Regions from separate parts of the Mus musculus genome. Here region 2 is linked to region 1. A link is a contact called in public HiChIP or PLAC-seq data. All regions are on one chromosome and are shown on one strand. The core of a region is the stretch at or near the end of the contact, and the rest is flanking DNA. Distances in the headings are between cores, read along the strand shown.

Evidence for each region. HiChIP or PLAC-seq counts read pairs in DNA pulled down with a chosen protein or histone mark.
Region 2: a contact with region 1 is called in an H3K4me3 HiChIP or PLAC-seq map of embryonic forebrain, with 4 times the contacts expected there. The contact joins the enhancer-like site here to the promoter of Csrnp3 in region 1. A contact is called at or near these places in 2 of 39 promoter capture datasets (hippocampal neurons and second pharyngeal arch cranial neural crest), 1 of 484 Hi-C or Micro-C datasets (cerebral cortex), 2 of 115 datasets of contacts at active chromatin or transcription factors (embryonic forebrain and forebrain) and 3 of 9 other capture datasets (adipose tissue, liver and pancreatic islet).

Annotation. Positions count from the first base shown.
Region 1 is chr2:65,841,638-65,847,738 of GRCm38.p6, forward strand. Csrnp3 (cysteine-serine-rich nuclear protein 3) reads left to right here and starts at 4,130. Exons shown (of 7, transcript NM_153409.5): 1 at 4,130-4,247.
Region 2 is chr2:65,950,069-65,955,781 of GRCm38.p6, forward strand. The region is part of intron 4 of Csrnp3 (cysteine-serine-rich nuclear protein 3); the gene reads left to right. Among named protein-coding and RNA genes, the nearest start is that of Gm52514, 24 kb to the left of the region's middle. Within about 2 kb of position 3,898, at least 26 of the 459 cell types and tissues checked have an H3K27ac peak or open chromatin away from gene starts, as enhancers often do. A contact at or near this core is called in cerebral cortex, embryonic forebrain, hippocampal neurons and 1 more, where this site is marked.

The sequences.
Region 1 (6,101 bases), core at 2,880-5,379:
GGGTAGCCCAGGGCTGGAAAGTTCTGGGTTGCTGGCAGGATGTACTAGGTAGGAACTGAGGGATGCTGGGAAAGTAGGTCTGCTTTGATATGCAAAATATGCACCTCAGTCCTTTGTCCAGGGTCCGAAATGAAACAAAACCATCACCGGAAGAGAGTTTACATCTGGGGAACACTTATCTGTGACTTCCCATTTATAAAGATAGCACAAGTTAGAAGGGTCAAGGGAACTTGCTTAAAGTGGGAAGCCACAATCTCTTCAAATGCAGATTCATTTAGTCTGGTTGAGGTCTTGGGAGCTCCCAGGTTCGAATGCTCCCCCACCCCACCCCACCCCACCCAGGTGATTTTGATTCTGAAGTCCCAGCCACTGCTTTAGGAAAGGCTGTCCAGCCTAAAGATTTCTCTAGCTTTTCTTGGCAACTAGACCACGGTGTTTGTGAAAACATTTTCCTCTATAGAGAAGGTAAAGTTTAAAAATAAAGGGCAGTTTAACACCCCTCATTGTAAACAGTACTGATTAAGGGAAATTTATTGGTGCTCAAGAGGACAGAATCTCTGGGCTGAGCCTGGGTGGAGAACAAGCATTCCAAATGGACGGTCCAAAAAACCCCAGACCCACATACACCTAGCCCCTAGGGTGGAGTCTACTTAAGCCAAGCTAAAGAGATAGGTAGAATAATTACACTTTTAATGAACTACTGCAATTTCCCTTCTGTGAATTCTCATCCTCTAGTGCTATCTCTCACAGAGGCACAGCCCTGCTTCTTTGAAAGTCAGCCCATGTCTTCCGGAAAGGCATAACTCTTTCTTCCCTTCTAAAAATGTTTTTGCTAAACATGAGCTTCCCTAACACCTTAGGCTTCACCCTCCCTCACCATGTTCTATGCTTGCCATATGGCTGACCTCTATGCTTGCTTAACTCAAACAGTATGGCTTCCCAGGCGCTCCCCTCACCCCACCCCGTCCCCCCATCCCCCACTCCCACCCCCATCTCCATTCTGAGCAGCTGCTGAGATTTACAGCTCTCCTGGCTTAGGTTTTTTGTTTGTTTGCTTCTTTCTTTCTTTGTTTGTTTCTTTGTTTCTTTGTTTCTTTGTTTCTTTCTTTCTTTCTTTCTTTCTTTCTTTCTTTCTTTCTTTCTTTCTTTCTTTCTTTCTTCTTTCTTTCTTTCTAACTCTAAAAAAAAAATTGACTTAAAAACCTCGAAGAGGGGGGGAGGGGGGCTTCTGATTTCTCCAGGATCATTTGGGACCTTCAAAAATATTCCTCAAAGTTTCAGTAAACATGATCTCAAGGAAAAAAAACCTCACAAATAAAACCTACTTTAAATAGTCGTCTAACCAAAGTAAAATCGGTCCATTTTTTTCCATACCTAAAGCTTGCATGGCTTGATAGACACTGTTCAACACTCATTAATGAAAGCAATAGCTCTCTCTTCACAGGAATACACGAGATGGTATATTTCAGAGCCAAATATGAGAACCCATGACCTAGGAAGACAGATCTAGGTTCAACCAAATACTATGTTCTAATTCACAGCAAATTTACATGCTTTTTTTTTTTAAGTAGAAACAGAACAGAGAAGACTATAAAATAATATACTTTTCAAATACATCAGTGAACACAGCCAAGTTGGCGAGTTACAGCAAAGAGGGGGGAAATCAGTGATTCTCAGCTTTCTTTTTTTTTTAAATATTTATTTATTATTATAAGTAAGTACACTGTAGCTGTCTTCAGATGCACCAGAAGAGGGTGTCAGATCTTATTACAGATGGTTGTGAGCCACCATGTGGTTGCTAGGATTTGAACTCAGGACCTTCACAAGAGCAGTCAGTGCTCTTAACCACTGAGCCATCTCTCCAGCCCCCGATTCTCAGCTTTCTTAATGCTGCAACACCTTAGTGTAGTTCCTCATGTTGTGGTGTCCCCCAACAGTAAGTGATTTCATTGCTCCTTCATAACTGCAATTTTGCCTCTGTTATGAATTATAAGTAAATATCTAGTATGCAGGATATCTGATGTGTGACCCCTGTGGGGGTCTGGGTCCACAGGTTGAGAGCCATTGTTTTAGCTGCTATTTATCAGCAGTGTTGGCCCTTTGGACGGTCGAAATAAGAGGTCTGCTAATCCGGTCCAAAAGATTTACCCGATGTTTACAGAAGATGCCGTGTTATGCATAAAGAAGGGCAATAAACGGTATTGAAGGGGATAAAGATGCTCTGAGATAACTTGGCTCTGAACTTGCAACATTCCAACCATTCTGCATGTCTGATGCTCTCCCCAGTCAGTTCGCCTTTGCAGACACAGCTTCTTTACAAGAATTCTATTCATACATGTGTACACTGACCTAATATCCAGCCCCAGAGCAATTCTTCGTAAAATCTGCTCCATGTTAAGTCTCCAGTCACTTTTCTTTGTCTTCTGTACCATTATCTCTAGACTATCCAAGGTGTGTCCTTGGACCAGGTACCTCCATACATAAAGAAATCTCCCTGTTTGCCTCCTCTTCTTCCCCTTGGTTTAATTCCCATAAAGCCATTGACCTATGAAACTGCAGAACCAGACCCATAGATATATCTATATGTGGACATGGGTGAGGGACAAGAAGGACACTGGGTGAGGGAAAAGTCGTTGGGAATGTAGCTCAGTGCTCAAGAGATTGTAGCTCCTCTACAGGGTTAGAGTTCATTTCCCATCAACCACCTCAGGCAGCTCACAACGTATACGTCCAACTCTAGATTCCTCCTAGAGCCTACACACACACACACACACACACACACACACACACACACACACCACAAATAAAAAGAAAACAACCATCAATTCATGTCTTCTCAAGGAAGCTTTCTTAGAATATCTCATCAAATGACTGCAATCAGCAGCGAGTTTTACATTTTATATTAAGTGTGTGTGTGTGTGTGTGTGTGTGTGTGTGTGTATGTGTGTTCCCATGCCATGGCACTGGTGTAGATATCTGAGTTCAGTTTTCAAGAAGTCATTGTCTCTTTCTAATACATGGAGCCCGGGGATTAAACTCAGGTTGTCAGGTTTGGGAGCAAGAGCCTTTGCCCACTGAATTCTCTCCCTGATTCAATTAGTAGCGTTTTTAAATACAAAGAATACTGGTTTGCTTTATTAGGGTCTGTTGTTGTTCATTCGTTTAATTAGCTTTCTTGGCTACTTGTGATATCACTGGCCTTTAATCCCAGCACTTAGGAGGCAGAGGCAGGCAGGTCTCTTTTATGTTTGAGGCCAGCCTAGGTAGTTCACTTAGTGAGTTCCAGGCTAGCCACAGCAGCTTAGTGAGACCTCTCTTAAAGCAATTCCTCCCCCCCTCCCCAAAGCTGCATATGAATTTGCTTTGCTGCCTTAAATAAATCTAATCTGATGTTTTCCTCAATTGTTCTTTGATTCATGCTATGCCTTTCAGTTCAGAAGTGAAATGATTTTGCCCAGGGTTATTAGAGCAAAATTAGAGTCCAATTAGCCATTTTGGGGCTTTGCAACCAAGTGGCCGATGCCTCTTTAATCTTTAACAAGCTCCAGTATTCACAAATTAATGCCGCTATCTAAGGAATCGGAAGTTGTACAAACCACACAACTCCAAATTATTTGAATATTCTTCTACTCTGTTTGAAAAATGTGTATTCTGCTGATCTGGCCCCAGAACTATGAATAGAAACACTGCCAAGCAGAGGTTGTCATGTCACCAGTAAGAGATGTCATGCTTGATTCATTTCCCTTGGATCCTTTGAAAAGGCAATATTGATGGTCAGTCTCTTTCTCTGCCTATAACTCAAAACGTGCAATGAGGACGTGTATATGTTTTTTCTACTAAAGGGAAAAAATCAGTAGGGTGAGGGGAAACAGGCGATTTACCTAGGCTTTCCTCGGTGCTTGCTTTGACTTATGGTGGGCAAGGCATAGATTAACCCTGATTTCCTACATCCAAAACAAGACTTTTGACTCCAGCTGGCTGTTGTTTGAAATATTTTTCTTCTCTGTTCTGTCTCTCCATTTTTCATTTTTTTTCCCCACTGCCTTCCTCCCTCTGCTGCAGGGATTTGTCCTCTAAAAGCTCGAGGTGGGAGGGAGCAAGGACTGAGAGCAGGCAGGCGGCAAGAGCTGGAGGACGCCAGGATCTGGCTTTTGTTATTGGTTGGCTGCGGCCTGATGGATGAAGGGCGGAGTGAGCTCTTCTCAGTGTGTTCTGCTGGAGCCCAAGTACAGAGACCATATTTACAGGTAAGAGAAAAAAAAAGACGAAAAGAAATTTATTTTTCTTTTCTTTCTCTCTTTTCTTCTTTCTTCCTTCCTTTCTTTCTTTTTCCCTTCCTTCCTTCTTTCTTTCTTTCTTTTTTTTTTTTAAAGGGAAATGCTCGGTTCTAGTAGAAGCATCTTAGGGAATGTGGGAATCCTAAAGGCGCTTCCCGAAAAACCTGTCCCTCGAGTGACTACGGGAAGCCTAGATGAGCAGCTCTTGGGTTTGCAAAAACCCTTTTCCGATTTAAATACAAAAGGCACAAAACCCTGAGGAACTTGTCTTTTCCGGATTAGCCATCTAAGCAAACGCACAACGGACGGATAAAATCCTGTGTCTTTGTGTGTTTTTATCAGGCTGTGTTCATGGAAACCAAAGGAGGCATGAGCAAAGCTTGATAGATTCCACAGGTCCTGAGAAAATGGAGCCTTCTCAGAACATACTGGATTCAGTATGGGGGTCTTTATATTTAGGACCCAGCAAGGAGCTTATGATTTTTTTGTTTGTTTGTTTATAGTTTCTTTTAGCCTAGACTTTGAATGAACGATCTATGTGCATGCAAACCCTCTTCGTTCTGTGCATCTGGTGCCGAGTAGCTGCAGCATTTGTCAGCAAATGTGAAGCTTCCATGTGGTGATGAAGTAAAGATCTATCGGTAGCTGTCAACATGCACGGGACGGTTTTCCTTTAAAAGCACGGAAGCCTAATTGAGAAAGACGAGACTTTGCTGTGAAAAGTAGGGTCTGACCGACACGTTTCATTTATGCATCAGATACGTCAAGTTAAGAAATTCCACTACACACTGCTGGCAAAAGCCTCACAGCAGTTATGTGTTAGTACGCCTAAAGTTTTGACTTTACTAGCTGCTTATAATGCCTGGCATTAAGTTTTATTTTCTTTTATGAAAACCAGGAAAGATTTTTTTTTAGCAGTACGGACTAAATGTTATATTTATGGTAATAAAGATGGCAAAAATAATTTTATTCCACAACACTAGCTCCTCTGTAGATTATATTTTATAAGATCATTTAAGTCTGAGAGGAACTCATTACCTTTGAGGTCTTAAAAAATAGTACAGTCATGGACACATTGGCATCCAATTAATACCTGTTGACTGGAGTAAAACACAATCATAATAGTGATGTAAATATTTTGCTGCCTTTGAATGAATTAAAACTTACTAAGAATGACTGTAATTTCTAAGAAAATTTGGTCTTATTTTTGCTTTGATTTTGGAAGATGGGTGGTACAACCCTTTGAATAAGATGGTACAAACACAACAAATTCTTAAGAAATTAAACGGGAAGGAAATACTGCTGGATAGTGGGTAAAGATTACTCAAGTTAATGAATATTTCCTTTGAACTTCCTAAACATACTTAATATCTTTAAACAGATATTAAGATCAGATGTTATGTTGATCTCTCCTATGGTTTGTTTTGAACCATTTCTGGTTTTCAAAAATCATGACATCATGCTACAATTTCTCCCTGTTTTTCACTGTTGATGTTTCTCTTTAAAAGTAATTTTTGGTTTTTCAAACAAAACGATGATTGCAATTAATTCAAGTTTCCCACCCCCATGGAGCCTAAGGTGGTATGCAAATCTAAATAAATATTCAGCTGCTGGAATGTGGCACGGACAATCAATCAATGCAGTGATGTTTTCTTTTAAAAAAAAAAGGAATTATAAATTCTGAACAAAGCTACCTCTAGGAATGAAGGGGGATTGATGAAAATTAGAGAGCAGAGTTCCACATGGTTTTAAATTATTCCGTTGCCTTGGAAACCAGCTGCTGCAGATGCATTTTGCTTTCTTTAGCTAAAAATATCATCCTTT
Region 2 (5,713 bases), core at 2,648-5,147, 110 kb after region 1:
GTCAATATCACGCGGACGTTGTATTATGGATCATGATATTACCGAACCTTTACTAGATACTGGCTAACTGTATTGCTAACTACACTGAGAGTCTGAAGTTTAAGTAGTTCTCAACCTTCCTAATGCTGCAACTCTCTGATACTGTTCATGTTGTGATGGTGCTAACCATAAAATTGTTCTATTGCTGTTTCCTAGCTGCAGTTTTGCTACTGTTAGGACTCATAATACAAATATATTTGAAGATAGAGGTTTGCCAGAGTGGTCGAGACCCACAGGTTGAGAAATGCTGGTCTAAGACTGGAGATTAGCTGTGTGCACATGTCTCAAGGTGTAGTTTTGATCTTTCCCATTATTTCAGCTCCTTCATCATACAATATTGCAAATATCACCTTTAAAATAATATGGGTTGTGAGTTACAAAAAATTTAATAGACAGATTATATCTTTGTATATAAAGATATATAAAGTTACTATGTTCTCTGGATTCATTTATAATAGTGTTCAATTCCAGAAAAACCCTTATGGAGGTCTTTTTAAGAGATGAAATGAACTAGGTGGTGGTAGTGCACACTTTTAATCCCAGCATGCAGAAGGCAGAGGCAGGAGGATTTCTGAGTTTAAGGCTGGCCTGGTCTACAGAAGGAGTTCAAGGATTATACTGAGAGACCCTGTCTTGAAACACAAAACAAGACAAAACAAAACAGAAAAAGAAGTGAAATTTTATATATATATATATATATATATATATATATATATATATATATATATACACATATATGTGTGTGTGTGTGTAAATAAATATCTTCATAAATAAATATCTTCATAAATAAGTTAATTATAGTAGGATATTTTTGAAAAGAAGGCATAACATTGTATACTCATTCCAGTTATGAAATTATCATTCAAAACAATATTATTATTTTTTACCCCTATGGTGCTTTACCTAGGAAAGTATACAAAATCCTGGTCTTGTCTGTGCTAGAAATTAATATGAAGAAAATGAGTGTTATCAGATGCAAAAAGGGGAATTTTAATAAACATTCATACAATTAATTTTTAAAATGAAGCAATTTAAACTCTTTTCATGACATGACAAAGTATATTATATATTGATTAAATAAAAAATTTAAAAATGCTGAAATAATGAATTTGCATACTATAAAACATTTGGCAAGACTGTTGTGTGCTTTGAAGGTTTAGGGAAAAATTTCACATTGGAAAACATTTACATATTTAATGATATTAAAATATCAAACTTATCTGTTATAAAATATAAAAGTAAAAAATGAAGCAATTTATATTAGAAACATATATTTAATAAGGTATATGATTATTCTCTAGAGTTTAAAAGCATATCTATAAATAAATATTTTTGAGACCCAGTCTGAAGTATTCAAGGCTAGCCTCCAATTTGCTATGTAGCAGAAGGAAATGGTACTGAAAGCCTGGTCCTCCTGACTTTACTTTCTAAGGGGTGTAATTATGTCTCCATGCCCTGTGCATGTTACCTTAGGGACTGAACCCAGGGCTTTGTGTATGCCAGGCAGGCGCTCTACCAAATGAGACACCATTCTGCTCCACCCTCATCTACTTAACTTTTTTGAGATGCAAGCTAAGGCATGCCACAAAGATAATCCATACTAGAAAACACAATTAATTCGTAAGTAAAGCATTTAACAATCATAGTAATAAAAGTAGATTAACGTACTTACACACATATTATTAAAATGAAATCATAAAGAGTTCACCGCTATGAAGTGAGTATTCCTCCCGCTAATAGAAAATAGTATACCAAAAATCTGGGATTAGCCACAGTATACGTTGTCGGTGCACATGTTGCCTTAATGACTGTGAAATTCAGAAAGTACTTTGTCAGTATAAAAACCATTCAAATATTTCTGGTTCTGTATTCAGAAAATATATGTGAAAGGAGAAACATCAAGAGCAATAGAAAATTGTGTTGGCGTTTGATTGTAGTGTGAGAAGGCGGGAGGGGGAGGGAGAAAGCAAGGTCAGAGTGGGAGAGTGATTCATTACATTACAGTAACCCATTAATGAAGTTATTTTCATGATAGTTATAAAGACTACACCGTATGTAGAACACTTATGAGATTCTGGGAAGAAAGGCAGAAGACAGAATTTTCTTTATACTAACAGGGGAATCCTATACATGCTCAAAAGCAAAGACTGGTTCATTGACTTGAAAATTGGAAACAATTTGATTTGTTGAAAGATTAGGATGATGGATGGGATTTATAGCCACGAATTTTTATTTCTGTTACTGTCATAATGCATTCCCAAGAGATATGTTTCAAAGTTGTGCTGCAAAAAAAACCAACCCCCCCCAAAAAAAACCCAATAAATTTGTATTGATGTATGCAGAACAGTGGGATGAAGTTGCAGGAGGAATCAAGCTGGACAATATCACAGCCAAGTCACAAAGTCTCTCTCTCTCTCTCTCTCTCTCTCTCTCTCTCTCTCTCTCTCTCTCTTTCTCTCTGTGTGTATGTGTGTCTGTCTGTCTGTCTGTCTTTCTCAGTTTCTCTGTGTGTGTCTCTGACTCTCTCTGACTCTGTGTGTGTGTGTGTATGTCTCTCTCTTTCTGTCTCTCTTTCTCTGTCTCTCTCTGTGTCTCTAACTCTGTCTGTCTGTCTGTCTGTCTCTCCGTGTGTGTGTGTGTGTGTGTGTGTGTGTGATTTATGTTCAGGAGCCTAGTAGGGCCAGAAAAAGGTCCTTGATCACTTGAAGGTGGCGTTGAAGGTGGTTGTGAACTGCTCTGGTGGGTGCTGTCCTCTGGAAGAGCAGCAAATGCTCTTACCTGCTGAACCATTATTCCAACCTCACAAATTCTAAGTTTTAAAGGCAATTTGGTTATCGATTGGATTACAGTGGCCTTTCCAGAGATAGTAGTCTGTTTTACTCCCTGCCTTCCTATTATGGGCGAGCTGGGGGAGGGGATGTGTTGTAGGAGATAGTGAAGAATCAATTACAATGCTTCCACCTAAAATATAAAAGACAAGAGCATGTCAACCTATTCGAGAGCGCTAGTTAAAACTTTTGTTCCTTTCTTTTTAAATGTATTTTAAGGCTGAATACAGGGGCATCCAAGCTCTTTGAAAACAGGCAGCTAGATCTTGGTGAGTTTCAGGCCAGCTTGGCCTACATATATAGACTTCCAGGCCAGCCAGCGCTACAAAGGGAAAAAAAAATCCATAATAATAATTAAAATTATTTGCTACTCTAGAAATTGATGTGTAACAATTTAGAAAATACACATACATATATTTTACTATTTCAATTAGATTAGACAGATGTTCATTAGCAATATCTTCTTGATGGTAATCTCTGATTATAATCTTTTGAATATTTACTAATGAATCCCTGTGCCCCTAACTTGCTTTCCTACAATCGAAAATGAAGACAGCAGCCCTTCTTGAAATAAGGAATTTTTAAAACCATTAAACCTTTGCGGCAATGTGAAGCAATTTACATTCACAGTGAGATTCTGAAATTGTGGTTTCCCCTTATATAAATCTCAGTCATCCTGGCTTTATCCTTTCAATTTAAATGAGTGGGTGTACTCATCGCAGGGTAGCCACCAGCACACTGTATGTTACAGCATTTTGTTGTTTTTGCAAATATAGAAATTAATAAGATTGGTTGGTACATGTCAGCCGCCGTGGTAATGCAAAATGTCATACTATTCTAAGCCTCCTGTTCAGGCATTTCAATTTGTAGCATACCCCATTATGATAATAACAGCTTCAAAATGTAAATTAGGGAGAATATGATGGCTTTTCCCTTGAACTTCTAAATTTTGCTAGGCAACCAGCACACTTACCAGTGTTCAACCAAGGTCGTAGTTTGTACTCTCCTTGGAATAGAAGCAGCAGATTCCATAGGACCGAGGGACGCTTTGTTTCTCCACATCCCTGTGGCTCCTCAGCCAGTCATTCTGTCAAAAGGAGAGCTTCAGGGAAAAGACAGGAATGATATTTTTCCCCTGCCCTCTGAAGGCTCTTGTCACGTCGCATAAATAACGAGAAGCTGTGTGGTGAAACACGGTCCCTAAAGGAACACGTCTCCTGCAGCAGTGTGCATACCAGAGACAGATAAACGCATACCGTACAGGACTTGAAATGCAAAGGGGGTCAAAGGATGGCCTCTCAACACTGCACATGGGAGCGGGTAGTGAATGCCTCTCCCCATTGCTAACGTTTTCCGAGTCACAGACGGCTTCCATACAGTTGAGTTCCTTTAACGTGCAGAAATTGCTATGCAATCCGGAGTTATTACAGCATTAACAAAAGTGGAAATTAATCATCAGAGATGTGGTTATGATTTTTCTTAAGAGCTGAGAACATGGCTGTCTCCCTCTTTCCCTTGCCGGTCCCTCGGCCCACCTTTTTCTCTGAATCCGCAGAGCATAGACCTATGAGTCAAATTTTTCTCCAGTTGCTCCTTCTCAATTATTCTCATTTCCTGTTAGGCTTTGATCTGGAGAATCAGTAGAAAGTGAATGTGAAGGTTTCCTTGGTGGTACAACTGGTCTTTATTAAGCAGTTAAACTATACTAAGGACTCAGAGTCAACTTCAAGAATGTTACATAATTTGTGTCACAAAGCTTATATCCATGTATAAGTGAAAGCTCTAAGAAGTGAGTATTACTGAGGTAAATGTCACAGATACCCCACACTGGGGCATTATTTTGGAAACTCATTTTTTGCAGAGGTAGTTGTAGCAATCTATTCCTTGCTTCCATATTTTTTTTTAAACGACTAGAGGAACATCTAGGCAGAAGGTCGGTGTAGGTATTTTATGATACTAAAAAATCTCCTTTTTACTCTGTGATACTGCCTGTAAAAAATGAGACTCCAAGAGCCCTAAATGTGATAACAAATATAAGCAATATAAAGTAATCCCTGAAATGTAACTAATTCAGTGAGATGTATAGCTCTGCCCCCCCCCATACCCATAACTTTGGAAAAAATAAACAGCATGAACTTGTGCGGACAGACCTGAAACCAGCTGCAGACCACCGCTGCCATCATGGCAATCACCACCAGGTCACATGCACTTCTGGATATCACAGATAGATCAGCTGAGTCATTAGATGTTTGGTCTAGTTCTCAGAAATAAGGCAGTTCAAAGTAGGGCTAATAATGAGAGAAGGACGAGCCTACAAACTGGTACTATAGAAAACATTAACTTGAGTATTCTGTAAGGCGTATTGATTGATTGATGCTGTGGAACTGGTATTACTTGCCTTTACCGGAGAGGCTGTGGAGATCAATAACGATGTGTTGGAACTAGCTAGCTAGCCACGTGACGTCTTCTGGAGATGCAGATCCTGTTCAGGCTGCGATGCCCTTTCTGTTGTCTTCCAAACTGACTACTTAAATTCTCTGTTTGCTACAAGGTTCACATAAAATCTTTCCACACTAAGTCTCACCTTAGTTTTCCTTTTTACCACTTACTTGGAGGCCACTGGCCTTCTACTGACGTTTAAAAGCATGAGCAATGACGGGGTCTCTTCTTCCAGTTGGTGTATACTAGCAGGCAGCAAAGCCTGTGACTGGGCAGTTGCTCGCTGGTGGCTCATTGTCTGTTTTCTGTTGTGAAGTCTTTACTTACTTGCATTCGTGACCCTGGCCAGCACTCCATGAAGCACCTCAGAAGCTCCTGCAGAGTGTTTTTACTAACCTAGGAGATAC